Regions from separate parts of the Gossypium hirsutum genome. Here region 1 is linked to region 2. A link is a contact called in public Hi-C data. All regions are on one chromosome and are shown on one strand. The core of a region is the stretch at or near the end of the contact, and the rest is flanking DNA. Distances in the headings are between cores, read along the strand shown.

The links. A called contact is a pair of places that touch in the nucleus more often than the background predicts.
Region 1: a contact with region 2 is called in a Hi-C map of hypocotyl, with 2.9 times the contacts expected there. The contact joins the promoter of LOC107948230 here to the promoter of LOC107948474 in region 2. A contact is called at or near these places in 11 of 34 Hi-C or Micro-C datasets (callus, hypocotyl, leaf and 2 more).

The regions. Positions count from the first base shown.
Region 1 is chrA04:21,052,330-21,055,555 of Gossypium_hirsutum_v2.1, reverse strand. LOC107948230 (serine/threonine-protein phosphatase PP2A-4 catalytic subunit) reads left to right here and starts at 1,851. Exons shown (of 11, transcript XM_016882705.2): 1 at 1,851-2,372; 2 at 2,836-2,892; 3 at 3,021-3,104. The coding sequence starts at 2,280.
Region 2 is chrA04:20,863,079-20,866,772 of Gossypium_hirsutum_v2.1, reverse strand. It overlaps LOC107948474 (serine/arginine-rich SC35-like splicing factor SCL33), which reads right to left and starts at 1,688. Exons shown (of 6, transcript XM_016883032.2): 1 at 1,349-1,688; 2 at 780-931; 3 at 397-474. The coding sequence starts at 931.

The DNA.
Region 1 (3,226 bases), core at 602-3,101, 190 kb before region 2:
CGTCGATTATACCGATGAGCGTTAGGAACAATCAATTTACTTCAGGTGTTCCGATGAGTCACTGGGTGCCAAATTGGTGTATTGGTTGGGATCTATGTATCCATTCGAGCCTGAGTCTGAGTCATGTTAATAATGGATATAAATTACTCAATTGGTTTAATGATGCTCAAAATGAACTAATGTTATGAAATTGTACTACAGGTACATATATGAAATATATGATTATTGATAGTATGTGAAAGACTATGTAAATCAGTTAAACAAGCCTGGGGACCAATATGGAAAAATAACGATTGAATTGACTCGATTCAGAAATGAAATGCGATATTAATTGATATGTTAAATTGGATAGAATTGTGAACTTTAATGATATTGGTATGATATAGTCAACTAGTTTAATAATTGAGGTAATATATATAGTTGGTTCATATGACATAATTGGGGTATCTTGTGGCATATACATGTTGTTTTATGGATTGAGGATTAGCATGATTTTCATATGAATTTTTTGATAATGGTATTTTAATTGGATGTATGCAATTGGTATAAACTTGTATTGCTTTGTCTTGAATCATGGAAATACCACTGAGCTTTATCGCTCAGTGTATAATTTGTTTTCCGCATACAAGTGTAGGTACATCCCGAGGTCCCGAAAAGTGATTTTAGCATCCAGCCAGAAATCCCTGACTCATCAATGTTTGTAAAATATCTTTTGTTCGTTATATGTCATATACCTATCCTGAGTCGGTTTGTGTATTATATGATCAAGTCACATTAGGAGTTAGAATGATGAATTAGAAATGGTTAAATGGTTGGATTGTACTGATGAACTAGGCAAATAAATGCTTTGTATGAGAAGATGAAATACTTGTGTTCATACTCAATTGTATATGTCCATTTGGTAATGTTTTGAAGTTCATGATTATCAAATATGAACTTGAATGATTATAAATTACAAATGATCATGTTAATGATGAAACATGTTGGAAATGTATGTTTCAAATGACATTTTGGTTGAAATGAAAATTAGTATTGATGGAAATGAATGATTAGGTGAAACAGGTTGGTGCCATTTTGGCCATTTTTTAAAGTAGACGGTCACGTCGTGATGTAGAGCATTTATTATCACGATGAGATCAAGTCAGTATGTTTCGTCGCGAAGAGGTACCCCGAAGTTGCAACATCAACCTGAAATTTTGAAAATAGTACAATTTGATTCTATTCGATATCGGGTTAACAATAAAGCTTTCAAAAGCTCGTATAAGATTCAAAAATGATTACGTATTGTATTATACATATGTTTTACTTATATTTGAATCTTTAATTATTTTAAATCAAATATCATTTTATCGTAGTTACTCCGGTAACGAATGTGGCACCTTGTAACTTGGACCCGATGATTGGGTCAAGTATCGAGGTGTTACAATCACAAAATATATACAAATACTCAAAGAAAACTCATATAAACATGTTTAAAATGGAAAACACTAAGGGACTTGTGAGGAGAAGCATAAAATTCATTAATGTGCCAAGATACCAAGAGATAAAAAAATATGGCATATTAGAAATTTTGGTAAAGTCCTAGAAATTTTTGAGTAACTTTAGAAATTTCAATAATTTATTAGAAATTTTGGTAACGACTTAGAAGTTTTTGTAAATCCTTAAAAATTTTGGAATTTCCTTGTAAATTTTGGTAACCAAAATTTGAATATATACAAAATTAATTTCCAACCCTAAATAATTTTAATTACAGAGTAAATTTATTATTATATATTATTTTTCATGTCATCTTATTTTAATGCATTAAGAAAATATATTTAAATATGTGATATAAACCAAATTCCATTACCAATCTGGATAAAATAAGAACTTAGATACTAATTTGAAAATTGGAACAAAATTTAGATACTAAAAATATAATATCCCTTTATACTTTTCTTTTCCCGTTAGCATTTGAAGGGAGCTTAAGAAAATCTCATTCTGAGGAGCGCTCCCCGGAACGTGTGGTGAAGTGGCTTTATAACAGTTTAGTAGTGTGACGTGGCTTTATAACACTCACACTGTTCACGCTCCACTCTCTGTGTCAGTTCACGCGCCCTTACATTTCATTTCGTCTTCGTGATAGAAGCAAGAGAGCCAGGAAAAGAGTGAAAAGGAGATAAAAAAAGAAAGTTAAAACAAAAAGAAAAAAGAAAATTCTCAATCCAAAATAGGGTTAGGGTTATCCCTGATCCGGATAACGATTTCCACGCTCGAGTCTTCCAACTGAAAAATTAAACATGGGCGCCAATTCGTCACCAACAGACTTGACCACCGATCTCGATGAGCAGATCTCGCAGCTCATGCAGTGTAAGCCACTTTCGGAGCAGCAGGTACCTTAAATTTTTCTCTATCTGTTTGTTTCCAAGAAAGTGCCAAAATTTACCAGGAATTAATCCAATAATATATTTTTTAAAATTTGTGAATAATCGAGTAGGCTCTGATTTGTGAATAGTGTTTATTGCAATATTTATAGCTAATTCTCTCTTTTTTTTTCTGTTTAAATTTCAATTCAGAGTTATGAACAAAAACTGCAGCTTCTTTTTCTTCTTCTTTAAAGCAGGGAAAGAAAATGATTTATTTTTATTTGATATAGGTAATTTCAACATAACTCGGGGTATTTGCTCGGAATAAGTGTTGTGGGTTTAAATTTTAAACTTGTTGCTCCTGGAGTTTTCTTCGTTTCATCTTATTTGTGTTGTTTTAATTTGGGTCAATGGAAGCTTGTCTTTGTCTGTCTTGTGTTGTGGAATATAACTTTTAATAACTATTTTTTTCTCATAATGTATTGTTTAGGTCAGAGCATTATGTGATAAGGCAAAGGAAATACTGATGAAAGAAAGCAATGTCCAGGTTTATTATCTTAGTCTGGCTTGTGTTTCAGGCATCTATGTCTATATTTGTTTATTTATTGGCGTATTTTGGAGATGTTGAGATTGCTCCTCCGTAAACTGGGAAAGCATTGATTTTTGTTTTAACAGCCTGTGAGAAGCCCGGTGACAATTTGTGGTGACATCCATGGGCAGTTTCATGATCTTGCAGAACTTTTTCGAATTGGAGGGAAGGTACTTGTTCTGACTTTGACTGTTGATTTTTGTATTCAGTTCTGTTTCAGCGGGGAATGTGTAAAATAATTAGTTGAGACCTCAATGTTTTGAAGTTGGAGCTCTCCAGAGGTATCTTGATT
Region 2 (3,694 bases), core at 439-2,938:
TATGCTGCTGCTAACCTTGTGGGAGCCAAATTTTAATTGAGTTGATATTCTTCAAGACTTGCACTTCTTCACAATGAAATCAAAACCAACTTCCTTCCAAACTTGATGTAAATTAAGGTCATCGTGAACAGTTTTCATTAGTTGAAAGTGTCTTCAACAGAGTACTCTAATACTTCATTGGTGTCTTCAACACAGTACTCTTATTACTTCGTTGGTGTCTTCAACACTTTCAATAAAAAACATCCAAATTCCCATAAACCAATGGACATAATAAAGAAACAACCCCATCACCCAAACACTCATATGAGACAGGATGAAGACACACAAGTTGACACCATCAGACACAAATACACACTGCTTTACCATTTGTCAGTTACCTATAAGGATTATACTTACCCAGTATAATAATCCCGAGGCAGGTAGACATCCTTGAGGCGACCAAATTGCCCAAAAGGTCCACGCAGATCTTCTGGCCTGCAAATGAGACATAATTAGAAATTGGCTCTACAAGAAAAGTTTGATGAGACTAAAAATTTTTACTTGTATCAAGACGATCATGTTTATTTTAAACAAAAGAACAAAGATGTACACTAGGTTTGGATTGGTGAGCAAGGAAAACAAATCACAGCATAAATGTAACACCTTTAGTTCTCCTCAAAAACCTTCGCTCTTACTTATCCCTAGAATTTATTTTAAAACAAAACCATGAGAGCATTAGGATATTGGATTTGAGGAAATTGACAGTCTGACGCCGATAAATACGAGGGGATGGTACAAACCTGCAGTCATGGCGAAGGTTCCGAACCAGAAGACTGGTGGGGAGATCTCTACCACGACCTCCATAGCGACCCCTAGGGCTAGGGCTACGATGTCGCCTCCTTCCATAATCCCTTGGTGGCGAGGGACTGTAACTGTAACTTCTACCCCGCATCTGCAACAAACCTAAGGCATTTAATACTCACAGAATTGCTTTTAACCAAGATTAAACTGGAAAATTTTCGAGCATGGAATTCAAAGTAAAAAGAACAAAAGAGAGAAACCGGGCGATTCCATGCACAGTGCAATAAAAAACAAAAGAAACGATTAAAAGGAGCCTGAAATTACCAAAATCCTGTTTTCTCTTGAACTTAGAATCAATCCCAGTCCCAACCTAACTTTTCTCCCAATAAAATATTTCTATAAAATAGAAATTAAAAATAAAAATATCTGGGAACTACAAGGAACATAAATTACAAAATACATGCAAAAGAAAACAAAGCCTTCACCAAGAGATTTACGAAAAAAATGAAAGAAGATGATACAAAAAAAGAAAAAGAAAAAAAAGACGTAGAATGAATTAAGAACATACAGCTACGAAATCGCAGACGAAGAAAATCCCAACCTTCTTTGATGCTTTTCTCTTTCCTTTGGCGTTTGGTTGTTAATCACGGGGTACTTTAGATTTTCACCGACCTTCTAAATTGGAACTCCAGAAGCTTCCAGTTACTTTCTGAGGCCTCTCTCCCTGCAACACAAACCGCCCACGTGTATTCAAAAAAGAAAATCAACGGTCGGACGCCATTTAAGTTAGTTTGATCGGGTCTATCATGAATCTTTGATTCAACGACAATTTAGCCGAGGCCTAAAGGCCTTTTTTTTCTAAGGCCTGCTTAAATCATGTATATAATATACATACATTTTATAATTAGGTTTAATTTGGTAGAAGAACATGCCTGATATCGAGGATGGCATTTTTTGGAATCCAATCAGATGAAGTTGGTGGGATGTATACTTACTTATTTTTATTTATATGTTTATAATTCCGTATGTTTTATAGATTCTTGATAATTAAGTCCAATTTCATATTTTTATTTTCTTTTGATCATTTCAATATTCGAACTTGATAATTAGATTTAATTTTTTTTTAAACTTTGATTTTGTAAAAGTATGATAATGTAATACTTTAAGATTGTACCATGTTATCACTTAAATTTTTTTTAAAAAAATTATTCTTTTATTTTCAAACTATATATTTTTAAAATTTTTTAAGTTATGATATGACACAATCTCATGATGATAAATCACCATACTTCTACGTAATCCAAATTTAGTTACAAAGTGGACCAAAACGGTGCAAGTACTAATATAAACCTAGTTATCAAGTTTAGAGATCTAAAATTACATTAACTCCTTTTTTTTATAACAGTATAATAGAAGTTCATGGCCAACTAACAAGAACCTAGTTTCAATGACACTCTTAGCCATTCTATTCGAGATTAGATTATCAATGAAGTTGAAAAAGACTTTTTGAAAATTAAGATTGAAAATTATTTTTTGAAAAGATAAAATGTTTATTTTAAATATTATGTTGTAAAAAAAAGTGTTTAAATGATGTTTGAACTTGTTAATATTATAATTCGTGGAATATATATAATCTTAAATTATACTAAAAATATTAAAATTTAATATTAAATAATTAATATCATGGAATATAACAAATCAAATTATAATAAAAAAATTACAATTGATTTCAATGTGAAATATTCTTATTTCCACATTTATTATTATTGTTGTGTTATGGTATGTTATTATTATGTTGATATTAATAAATATTTAATTTCAAATACGGTTCAAACACAATAAAATAATGAATAAAGTACACTAATTATCACTAAACTTTGATTAAATTTATATTTTAGTTACTCAACTTTCAAAATTTACAAAGTTGTAATTAATATTATTAAGAAATGACTTGCGTGTCTTTTGTATTTATTTTATTTCCATCTTTTTTTTCTTTTCCCTTTTTTCCTTCTTCATCCTGTTCTTCCCCAAATGAAACCTTAGTCATCGCCTCTCGTTGGCTGTTGGAACCAAAACTTAACATGTCTGGTTTCTAAACAAATCCTTTTGCTAAGCCTCAATCTTTGTTTCTCATATGGATGAGGGCACTAATTAAAGAGACTAAACCAAAAACCAAATTGAAAATTGTTAATTTCTAAAACAAAATAAAAATTGATTAATTTTCACAATTCATACGAGTCTATAAAAATGTTTAATGCAAATTGGAAACTGTTAATTTTAACAATATTGTTATTAACAATTTATCAATTTTCATAACATGTCGATATAAATAAAAATCTAATTTAAAATTAGCTCGAGTAACACATTTAGGAAATACATTCAGACACACAAGTGTTTATCCAAAAACCAAACATAATGAGGAAGACGTAAGTGTCACAGGCCGCAGTTCAAAGCCCATGACCATTGTACACAATGAATCCCATGAAGGTCTATCATTGACATGGGGATCATTTGGCCCACAAGAGTTGGCCTAATTCAAAGAGTTGTTAGAGAAGCTTGTTAGATTGAAGCCTGGGTGGCCCAATGATGAAGATATGACAACATAGGCTACCTTGATAAACAGGGAAACTAATCTTAAAAGATTGAGTGAAATCATATCGTAACAGCCTGTTTTAGGGCCAAATTGGGACAGTGGTTTCAAGACCACGAATCCGATGTAGAAAGATTATTTTTATTATATTTTTATTGTCTACAGTTTCATGGAATTGTTTCGTGAAAATTTCGTTTGAAAATTTTATCGATTGGGCACTTAATTTAGCTAAAAGGACTAAATTACATTAGGTGTAAAATGTGTGTTCTAGAAGCTAGAGGTGTCTAATTACTATGAAATTTTAAATTGGAGGTCCTTAAATGG